2 separate regions of the Sus scrofa genome follow, and region 1 is linked to region 2. The links are chromatin contacts, called in public Hi-C maps. All regions are on one chromosome and are shown on one strand. The core of a region is the stretch at or near the end of the contact, and the rest is flanking DNA. Distances in the headings are between cores, read along the strand shown. Region 1 has its middle 32 kb from the start of SEC14L1. Region 2 overlaps SEPT9 (septin-9).

Region 1 (4,983 bases), core at 2,459-4,958, 250 kb after region 2:
TTGGATGCCACGTTGCTGTAGCCTGGGAACCTCATGCGCCTTGGGTGCAGCCCTAAAAAGACACAAAACAAAAACAACAAAACAGGGTCCCACTGTACGGTGCAGCGAACTACATTCAATGTCGATGAGAAACCAAAACGGAAAAGAAGATAAGAAAGAATGCATGTGTGTATAACTGAATCACTTTGCAGTACAGCGGAAATTGACACATTTTCATAAATAAACTATATTTCTTTTTTTTTTTTTTAAAGAGCAGGAGTCCCCTGGTGGCTCTCTGGGTTATGGATCCAGCGGTGTCGCTTCTGTGGCTTGGGTTCAGTCCCTGGCCCACGAAGTTTTTTGCGGCCAAAACCAAAGAGCAGCACATCCACGTTATTCGGAAACATGGGACGATGACCGTGAAAGAAGGAGCTCTGGGCCAGCAGCGGCCTGTAGGGAGGGCCGTGCCGAGCCGAGACCTGCTGCTCGGCATCCCTTTTAACCCTGAGAACTTTGAAAACCGGTGCACTATTGATCCCCTTAGGAAAAAAACTGAAAGCAAACACCAAGCAGTGTTTACAGGTGACCAGAGGAAATGAGGCCTTTGTTTCATTTTGACTTTTTCGTATCTACTTTTCATCTCCCAATGGTAACTTGCCAAGGGGTGGCGAACTTTCGAGCCATTTATTTATTTATTTATTGTTGTCTTTTCTGAGCCACACCCACTGCATATGGAGGTTCCCAGGCTAGGGGTCCAGTTGCAGCTACAGCTGCCAGCCTACGCCAGAGCCACAGCAACGCCAGATCCGAGCTGTGTCTGCGACCTACGCCACAGCTCACGGCCACGCTGGATCCTTCACCCACTGAGCCAGGCCAGGGATCAAACCTGCAACCTCATGGTTCCTCGTCGGATTTGTTTCTGCTGCGCCACAACGGGAACGCCCTTCAAGCCATCTAGATCAAAGTTGGCACCTTCGTGAAGAGGGTCACGGGAGCTTTGCCCGTAGCTCATCATGACAACTCGCCGAGGTCAAAGACGACAACCGAGCAAAGTTTTCAAACAGGGACAGATGTTGAAAGTTTGATGCTCAGAGATGGACTCCTCAAGAGCAGCCCGCACAGTTAGACTGAGGCTCACGCAGCTGTAGCGGAAGTCAGTTCTTTAAAGCCCACATCTTGGGAGTTCCCGTCGTGGCTCAGAGGTAATGAACCCAGCTAGTATCCATGAGGACGCGGGTTCGATCCCTGGCCTCGCTCAGTGGGGTTAAAGATCCGGTGTCGCCGTGAGCAGTGGCGTAGGCCGGCAGTTGCAGCTCCAATTGGACCCCTAGCCTTGGATCTTGCATATGCAGTCCCCCCCCCCCAAAAAAAGAACCCGTGTCTCGGCTGTGTTAACAAGGAATTTGTTGTTGAAAGAAAACAGCAGTCTTCCTTTAACTCCGTACAATAATCGAAGTGGCCAGCTGACAGTGGCTGCCGTCCCCGAGCAGCCTTGTGTCACCATCAGCTGCACAGCTGACAAGCCCAAGAGCCTCCAAAGACGCACTCAGCTCCACTGTGATTACATGGGCCACAAAGACCTCGTTTCTGCTGTGACTGCAAAACGGATTGGAGAAAAAAATACCAGAATGGCTAATTGTTTTAAAGGCGTTCATCACGTGTGTCCACGTCCAACCCAAACGGCCTGTACGTCGTCGGGATTACAGACGCATGAACGCTTCCCGAACGTCTTACTGAAGTGGAGTCGACGTGCACGGCTGCGACAACCTCTGCTGTACAGCCAGGGGCCCCAGCCGCACACACGCACACCCCCAGTCTCTTTCAGAGTCCCTTCCCACGGAGATCACCACGGAACATGGTCAAGTTCCCCTCCGTGTGCATATGACGGTCCCAAAGCCCAGGTCCATCCCCCCCCCGCCCCCCACCTGTCCCCCTTGGTGACACGAATTCTTTCAGTCTGTGATAGGCGGATGTGTTTTTTGTCATCTTCTTGGTGGTGATTGAATGACGCACATGACATGCAGCAGCTGTTTGTCAGAGAGACAAGCCTGTGGTCCCCACAAGGTGGAAAAAGGTGAAAAGACAACCACACAACACAGGGAGCCCTAGGGTGGAGGCGTCTACAGGCGGCCAGGGGCCAGGATCCTTGCTTTGCTGAGCCAGGCAGACTTTGGAGCAGCCTCTGTATTCATCTGCAAGGAGGAGGGCCCCAGGCCTGCACATGGGAAAAAGGTCATTTGTTCTGGGAACTTTATATGTCATATCTAAACATTTTTCCAAGTCACTCATCTCGGGACACCAGCAGAGACCAAGAGCAAGAGCTCCTCCAGCCGCCAAAGGAAACACTCCCCAGCCCAGATCTGGGATCAGCTCAAAGGCAGATTTGTTAGCACAAGAATAGGAAGTACCTCTAATGTTAACTACTTTTATTGGGAGGGGGGATGGTCCCTAAAAGGGCCCCGAAAAGACTGCTGACACTCCTCAGAGTAAAAGCCAGTCACAGTTTTCAGGAGATCCTGCGAGACCCCGTCCCCACCCCCTGCAGCCCTCCTCTTCAACTCTCCTTGCTTGTGGTCCATTGTACTGGCTGCTCTGGCTGCCTTTGCACTGGCTGTTCCCTCTGCCTGGGATGCTCTTCCAGGGTATTGTATGACTTACTTCTGTACTTTGGGATTTTGCTAAAGGTCAAAGATTAAAATTGCAAACCTCACACTCCACTCCTTCCCAGCTCATTTTTCTTTCTGTCTCTTTCTTTTCTTTTCTTTCTTTCTTTCTGTCTCTTTCTTTCCTTCCTTCCTTTCTTTCTTTCTTTCTTTCTTTCTTTCTTTCTTTCTTTCTTTCTTTCTTTCTTTCTTTCTTTCTCCCTCCCCCAGAGCAATCCCATTGTCCTACTGCTGTAATGATTTCTGTGTCCCCTGCACTGAAACGTTAGTTCCCTGAGGGCAAGGAGTTACCTTGTTTTGCTTTCTGTCCTGGCCTAACTTGGCCAGCAGTGAGCGTTCAGCATTTGTTCAATCCATCAGGAAGCTGTCAACCAGGTGCACCCACCAGGTTACATAAACCAGAGAGCACGCAGCCCTCTAATTAAATGTACACTTCCAGAGTTGTGATCCCCTCCCCCCCAAGTCTACGGCACTTTTCTAACAGGCAGCAATCAGTAAGCTGAGCCACGCTGGCTTTGTACAAACTTTTTTTAGTCTTGATTTCTACCTTTCAGTTTCGAGTTTGAGTTACTCTGGCCAGAGATGCTTCTATTCCCTTCAAACGCTGTCTAGGACTTTCGGATACTGGTCATGTGTTGCACTGGATTCCTCACCAAAGAATGTCTTTCATGGAGTTCCCTTCGTGGCTCAGCGGAAACAAATCTGACTAGGAACCACGAGGTTGTGGGTTCGACCCCTGGCCTCGCTCAGTGGGTTAAGGATCCGGCGTTGCCGTGAGCTGTGGTGTAGGTCGCAGACGTGGCTCAGATCCTGTATTGCAGTGGCTGTGGTGTAGGCTGGCAGCTGTAGCTCCAATTGGACCCCTAGCTTGGGAACCTCCATATGCCGTGGGTGGGCCGTAAAAAAAAAAAAAAAAAAAAAAAGCAACAACAACAAAAAGAAGGACATCTTTCATGCAGAGTAGAACCACCTGTTGTCACCAAGGGTGACTCTGGACAGAAGGCTGCTTTAGAACTCTCTCTGATCCTCAGGTGCCAAGTGCCAAGTTCCCAGCCATGTCCTAGGATGGACTTTGGCTCAGCTGACCCATGACATGGTAAATACTTCCCGGGAACTAGGTGCAGCTGGGACACCCTGGCAGCTTCCAAGAAAGAAAGAGCCCAACCCTGCAGATAAACCTTATGCATAACTTTCTGGTGAAATAAGGTTTTGGCTAAATTACAGAAAAACAAAAACCAACCCAAAAAACTTCGTACCAAGTTACAAAAGGTAACTGGTGTAGGAGTCCGCCCTCTAGTGGACAAAGAAAGAAGTTCAAAATTTTGACTTCATAGAAAGACTCTTCAGCTCTTTTTTTTTTTTCTTTTTTCTGGCTGCCCCTGTAGCAGAGGGACCTTTCCCTGGTCAGGGGTGGAATCGGAGCTGCAGCTGCAGGCCTATGCCACAGCCATGGCAACACTGGACCCAGGCTATTCTGTGACCTATGCCACAGCTTACAGCAACCCTGAATCCTTAACCCGCTGAGCGAGGTCCGGGATCAAACCTACATCCTCCCAGAGAGGTCCATAACCCCCATAACACAGCAGGAACTCACCTCCCTTTTTTTTTGCTTTTGAGGGCTGCAAGTGCAGCATATGGAGGGTCCCAGGCTAGGGGGCTAATCAGAGCTACAGCTGCCAGCCTACACCACAGCCCCAGCAACGCAGGATCCTGAACCCACTAGGCAAGGCCAGGGATTGAATCCACATCCTCGTAGATACTAGTCAGGTTTGTTACTGCTGAGCCACTGTGGGAACTCTGGGCACTCCCTCTTTAATTCAATTTTATTAACGTTTCTGCTACAGGCCTTTTGTATCCCACAGTCATTTTCAACATTAAACTTAGAGACCACACATTAACTTACCTATTGCTACTATTAAAGAACCATTTTTATCAGCTGCACCCAAGGCATATAGAAGTTCCAGGGCGAGGAATTAAACCTGAGCCACAGCAGTCATCTGAGCCACAGCAGGACAACACCAGGTCCTTAACCCACTGAGCCACCAGGGAACTCCAAAGTGCCATCTTTTTGAAAGACTAGACTTCTGCCTGCTTCCACTGTCTCTTACATAACCCAGAGGAACACAAGTCATAAATGCTAAGGCCCAGCCACACACACACACACACACACACACACACACACACGCATCCTTTGGGGAAAACAAGCACGCCATCACTACACCTCGACCAGCTGGGGCCTATTCCATTGACGGGCTGGAGCTGAGCAGGAGACAGCTGGGGACCATTCCAGGAGCCAAGCTTGGGTATGGCATTGGCCACATGAGATGTTTTCACGAGTCTC
Region 2 (4,900 bases), core at 1,881-4,380:
CTGCTGGTAGAAATGCATCGAAAAGAACCCACTGTGCCCATGAGTGCCCACCTGCCAGCTTTATAGCTGGAGGCAGCAGAGGCCCAGATGCCACACTCAGGTCCTGGGTTCTTGTGCCCTGCCCCCACCCCAGTGCTGTGAGGCCATGTAAGCAGCCCCGTCACTGCCCAGCAAGGACACCCAGGGGTGACAGATCAGCTGGAGGAAACCCTGGCAGTTTCCTCTCTGCAGCCTCCTTTTTTTTTTTTTTCTTTTTGGCAGCGCCTGCGGCCTGCGGGAGTTCCCAGGCCAGGGATCAAAGCCGCACCACAGCAGCAATCAGAGCCATTGCAGTAACAACACTGGATCCTTAACCCGCTGAGCCACCAGGGAACTCCTGCAGCCCACCATTAGCCCAGGCTCATCTTCCTGGTGGGACAGCCCCACTGGAGGGTTGAAGCTGGCCCCCCCATGGCGCCTGCCCTATCTCTGCCCCTCCTGCCCCGCTGGGCCACCTTTTCTCAGGAGTGAATGGGGAGGGAGGCTCTGAAATCGGGGAGGGCCAGGGTTCCATCCTCTTCTGCACGGGGCTGTGATTTACCCCAAAAATAATACAGGGGTTTCTCAAAAAACTAAAAATAGGAGTTCCCATCGTGGTGCAGTGGTTAACGAATCCGACTAGGAACCATGAGCTTTTGTGTTCGATCCCTGCCCTTGCTCAGTGGGTTAAGGATCTGGCGTTGCCGTGAGCTGTGGTGTGGGTCACAGACACAGATCGGATCCCATGTTGCTGTGACTCTGGCGTAGGCCGGTGGTTACAGCTCCGATTCGACCCCTAGCCTGGGAACCTCCATATGCCGTGGGAGCGGCCCAAGAAAAGACAAAAAGACAAAAAACAAACAAACAAAACAAACCTAAAAATAGAACTACCAAATGACCAAACAACTCTATTCCTGGGTATGTATCTGAAAAACAAAACAAAAAACAAAAAACAACAAGCCCCACAAAACCTAATTCAAAAAGATACATCCACTCCAATGTTCACAGCAGTATTATTTACAACTGCCAATTGATGAAAGCAAGCTAAGTGTCCATCCACAGATGAATGGATGAAGAAGATGTGACACACACACACACACACACACACACACACACACACACACCCACAAAAGGAATACAACTCAGCCATTACAAAAGAGTGAAATGTTGCAGCAAGGATGAACTTGGAGGGCACTATGCTGAGTGAAATAAGTCAGAAAGAGAGAGACATACAGAATGATGCCGCATGTGGAATCTAAAAAATACAACTGGGAGTTCCCATTGTGGCAGAGTGAGTGTGGTGGTGCAGTGGGTTGGGGATCTGGGGTTGCCCCAGTTGTGGCATAGGCCGCAGCTGTGACTAATGACTTCATTCCCGGCCTGGGAGCTTCCACACACCGAGAGTGCAGCCCCCCCCCCCCAAAGGACAAGCTAATGGTTACCAGTGGCGAAAGGAAGGGAGAAGGGCAATACAGGGGTAGCGGATTAAGATGTATGTACACTATTAGGTATAAAATAAGCTAAAAGGGTGTATCGTACATCAGGGCCAATATTTGATAATAACTATAGAGTATAACTTTTAAAAACTGTGACTCACTATACCGTACGCCTATATCGTATAATATTATACATTAATTATACTTCACTCTTTTTAAAATGGCCATAAACAGCAACAGCAGAAAACGATCTGGGGGTCCTAGTGGACCAGGACTACAACAATGATTCACTCAGCAAACATCAAGTGCCTATTATTACCCAGTAACAAACCGAAAGAAGACACTATAGGCTTGAGATCAATCTGAATGAAAACGGGTGGCACATAGGAATATGAAGTTCACATATTCAAATGTTTATTAGCAAAAACATCCAGGCAGCTTCACAGCAGCCCCAAGGAACCCAGTCTTGGACAGCCGTTCAGGATTTTTGTGTATGTATCACAAACCTCTTTTTTTTTTTTTTTTTTTGTATTTTTAGGGCCACACTCGCGGCACATGGAGCTTCCCAGGCTATGGGTCTAATCAGAGCTACAGCTGCTGGCCTACACCACAGCCACAGCCATGCCAGATCCGAGCTGCTCTGTGACCTACACCACAGCTCACGGCAGCACCAGATCCTTAACCCACTGAGTGAGGCCAGAGCTCGAACCTGCAAGGTCATGATTCCAGTCGGGATTCGTTTCCGCTGCACCACGACGGGAACTCCACAAACCTCTTTTACAAAGATGGGAGTTCCCCTTGTGGTGCAGGGGAAAGGAATCTGACTAGGAACCATGAGGTTTCGGGTTCGAGCCCTGGCCTCGCTCAGTGGGTTAAGGATCCGGCGCTGCCGTGAGCTGTGGTGTAGGTCACAGACGCAGCTCGGATCTGGCATGGCCGTGGCTGTGGTGTAGGCCAGCAGCTGTAGCTCGATTAGACCCATAGCCTGGGAAGCTCCATGTGCCGCGAGTGTGGCCCTAAAAATACAAAAGACAAAACAAAAAAATACAAAACTCTCTCCCTAAAAATTAAAAAAACCCAAAAAACACAAGATAACAGACACAAGCAAATAAATCTGGACTATTTGGGGGATTTATTTATCAAAGGACCCTTAGGTTTCTTGGTGAGAGTACCTTAGTCTAAAGAAAGCTTCGCATTTAATCATGTTATTTCTGAATTGAGCTGTTTAACAAAGAAGTTCTGGGTTCCATGACCAGGGAAGGGTGAGGAAGAGGGTTTTTTCCATGATCAAAGGCCGAGTTCTGAACAGCTGGTCTCCATCAGGGAGACGGGGTGCCGTTTCTCCGCAGGGCTTTGAAACAGGATCTCTTCCCATTTACTGGATTCCGCTCCTCCTTGTGTCCCCGTTAGCCAACCCAGGCCACCACAAACTCCCCATAAATGTCACCAGGGACCTTCCCGTTCCCTTCTAAAGATGGAAACACTGAATATAAACGACCGGATTTTGCAAATGCGTGCAGGCAGGGATTGAGGCATGAATTTTAAAAGCGCGCACGGCTCATCTAATCAATGAGGAATTCCAAGTCGAATTACACTTCGCACTTGTACAGAGCAGGAAGCCTCTCCCCAGTCGGACCAGGAACCCGAGGCCAGAAACCTGAGACTTTGCCCTCTGGCCTGAAACCCAGGCTTTGGAGATGCAGCACAAAGAAAGGCGGGATTTGCCGGTGAAGGGGCCGCCTCTTCCCCCCCGCGGGGACCCGAAACGAAACTGCAGTTGCAATTGCAACGAAACTGCAGTTGCTCGGCTTCTGCGCGTGGAGACGCCGGGAGGAGGGGCGGCCCAGGAGGGGGTTCCCACGACCCCGCTCGCTCGGCTGGACCTGGGAGGGGACGCAGCAGGAGAGCGCCCGCCCCCGTCCAAATCTATTCATTCAGGGCCCCGAGGCGCCCCAAAGTCGGGGGGGTCCCCCACATTGACTGCTGCCCTTTCCTCTCGCCAAACCCGTTAAAGCAAACCTCTATTGTCCAGGAAGGAATCTCAAGAAGGTCTTGGCTTCTGCCAACACGGTTTCCATGGCCTCGGTCGACAGAGTCAAACCTGGACTGCAGCCAGCTCTCAGCCCGCGGCCCCCTCACCCTGGGGAAGGGGCCCCCCTCTGCTGCTTCATTTCCAGCCCGCCTCCTCACCTCTTCCTCCTGCTCGGCTGCTCACCCCGCCCGGCGGCCTAAAGAGACATCAACCTTCAGTCGGAGCAGGTTCCAACCTGCACGCCGCCGCCGCCACCACCACCACCGCCGACCTATTCACTTCCTAAAGAGCGGCTTCCAGGAGTTTCCTTGTGGTGCAGTGGGTGAAGGATCCAGCGCTGTCCCTGCAGCGGCTCAGGTCGCTGCTGTGGTTCGAGTTCAATCCCCCGCCCAGGAACTTCCACCAGCCACGGGGCTCGGACCCCACCCCCCCAAAAAAAGCAGCTTGCAGAACTTATGCTGCAGCAAGGGCCAGGGATGAGGCCTCCGACTTCCTGTGTCAAGGGATTTATCTTTTATTTCTGTTCTACCGCCCACTCGCCTGAAGGATCAGGGAAGGAGGCCCCAACAGCCCCCTCCCCTTTGGAGCCTTCCAGCACGATGGCCCCAGACCCCAAGGCAAACCCAAGATCCAGCCCCGGCCGGCCCGCCCACCGCGTCCGAGGCGGCCAAAGAGATTCCGTTAGTTCTTGGCAAAAGTTTGCAAAGTTAGAAAAAGAAAAAAGATTCTCCTCCTTGGATGGGTGGAAACTGGCCATTTGTCACAGGGTGGAATTTCCTCTTATCAGGGATGTCCCCTCAGGGGAGGGCCAGGATCTCCCTCCCCCAGCCCCTCCCCAGCCCTCTCTCCTATCTGCAGGACTGTCAGCGGATACACACCAGAGCTCCCTGGTGAAACGGGGGCGGGACTGGGGGCGCTGGGGGCTCCTCCTCCCACAACTGATGAGATCATTTAAAATAACAAGAACTAGACAGGGGTCTCTGGGGTGCCAGGGGGCGTCCCTCGGCCAGGAGCGAAGTGGGAAAAGAGCTTTCCCCCCAAAGCTATCAGGCACTTCCTCTCTGATGTCAGGCTCGCGGGATGCTGCCTAAGGCCCCCCCCCCCCCCGCCCCGGGCCCCCTGCCCAGTCACAGAGGGGGTGCGGCTGAAGGCAGGGCCAGGGAGGGGCCACCCAGGGACCCAGGAATTCCTGGGCAGGACGGAAGCCTGACCAATGACCCTGGGAGAGGGAGGACACCTTGGGCCGCAGGCTAGAGGGTCCGGGGAGGCTGGGGGAGGAAGGGAGGGTCAGCAGCTGCGGACCATTGAGAATCATGTCGCCACCCACTGGCATCTCCAGCTCCCGGCTGATGGGAGCTGGCAGAGCTGGCGTCACCCTCCTCACTCCCCTCCGGGTTCTGCTCAGGAGGGCAGG

Evidence for each region. Hi-C and Micro-C count contacts between places; a contact is called where the count stands out from the background.
Region 1: a contact with region 2 is called in a Hi-C map of liver, with 4 times the contacts expected there. The contact joins two enhancer-like sites. A contact is called at or near these places in 4 of 47 Hi-C or Micro-C datasets (embryonic fibroblasts, liver, omental adipose tissue and 1 more) and 1 of 2 datasets of contacts at active chromatin or transcription factors (alveolar macrophages).

The regions. Positions count from the first base shown.
Region 1 is chr12:4,518,348-4,523,330 of Sscrofa11.1, forward strand. No RefSeq gene overlaps it. Among named protein-coding and RNA genes, the nearest start is that of SEC14L1, 32 kb to the left of the region's middle. Within about 2 kb of position 3,709, at least 16 of the 83 cell types and tissues checked have an H3K27ac peak or open chromatin away from gene starts, as enhancers often do. A contact at or near this core is called in liver, where this site is marked.
Region 2 is chr12:4,272,256-4,277,155 of Sscrofa11.1, forward strand. The region is part of intron 3 of SEPT9 (septin-9); the gene reads right to left. Among named protein-coding and RNA genes, the nearest start is that of SEPT9, 73 kb to the right of the region's middle. Within about 2 kb of position 3,131, at least 36 of the 83 cell types and tissues checked have an H3K27ac peak or open chromatin away from gene starts, as enhancers often do. A contact at or near this core is called in liver, where this site is marked.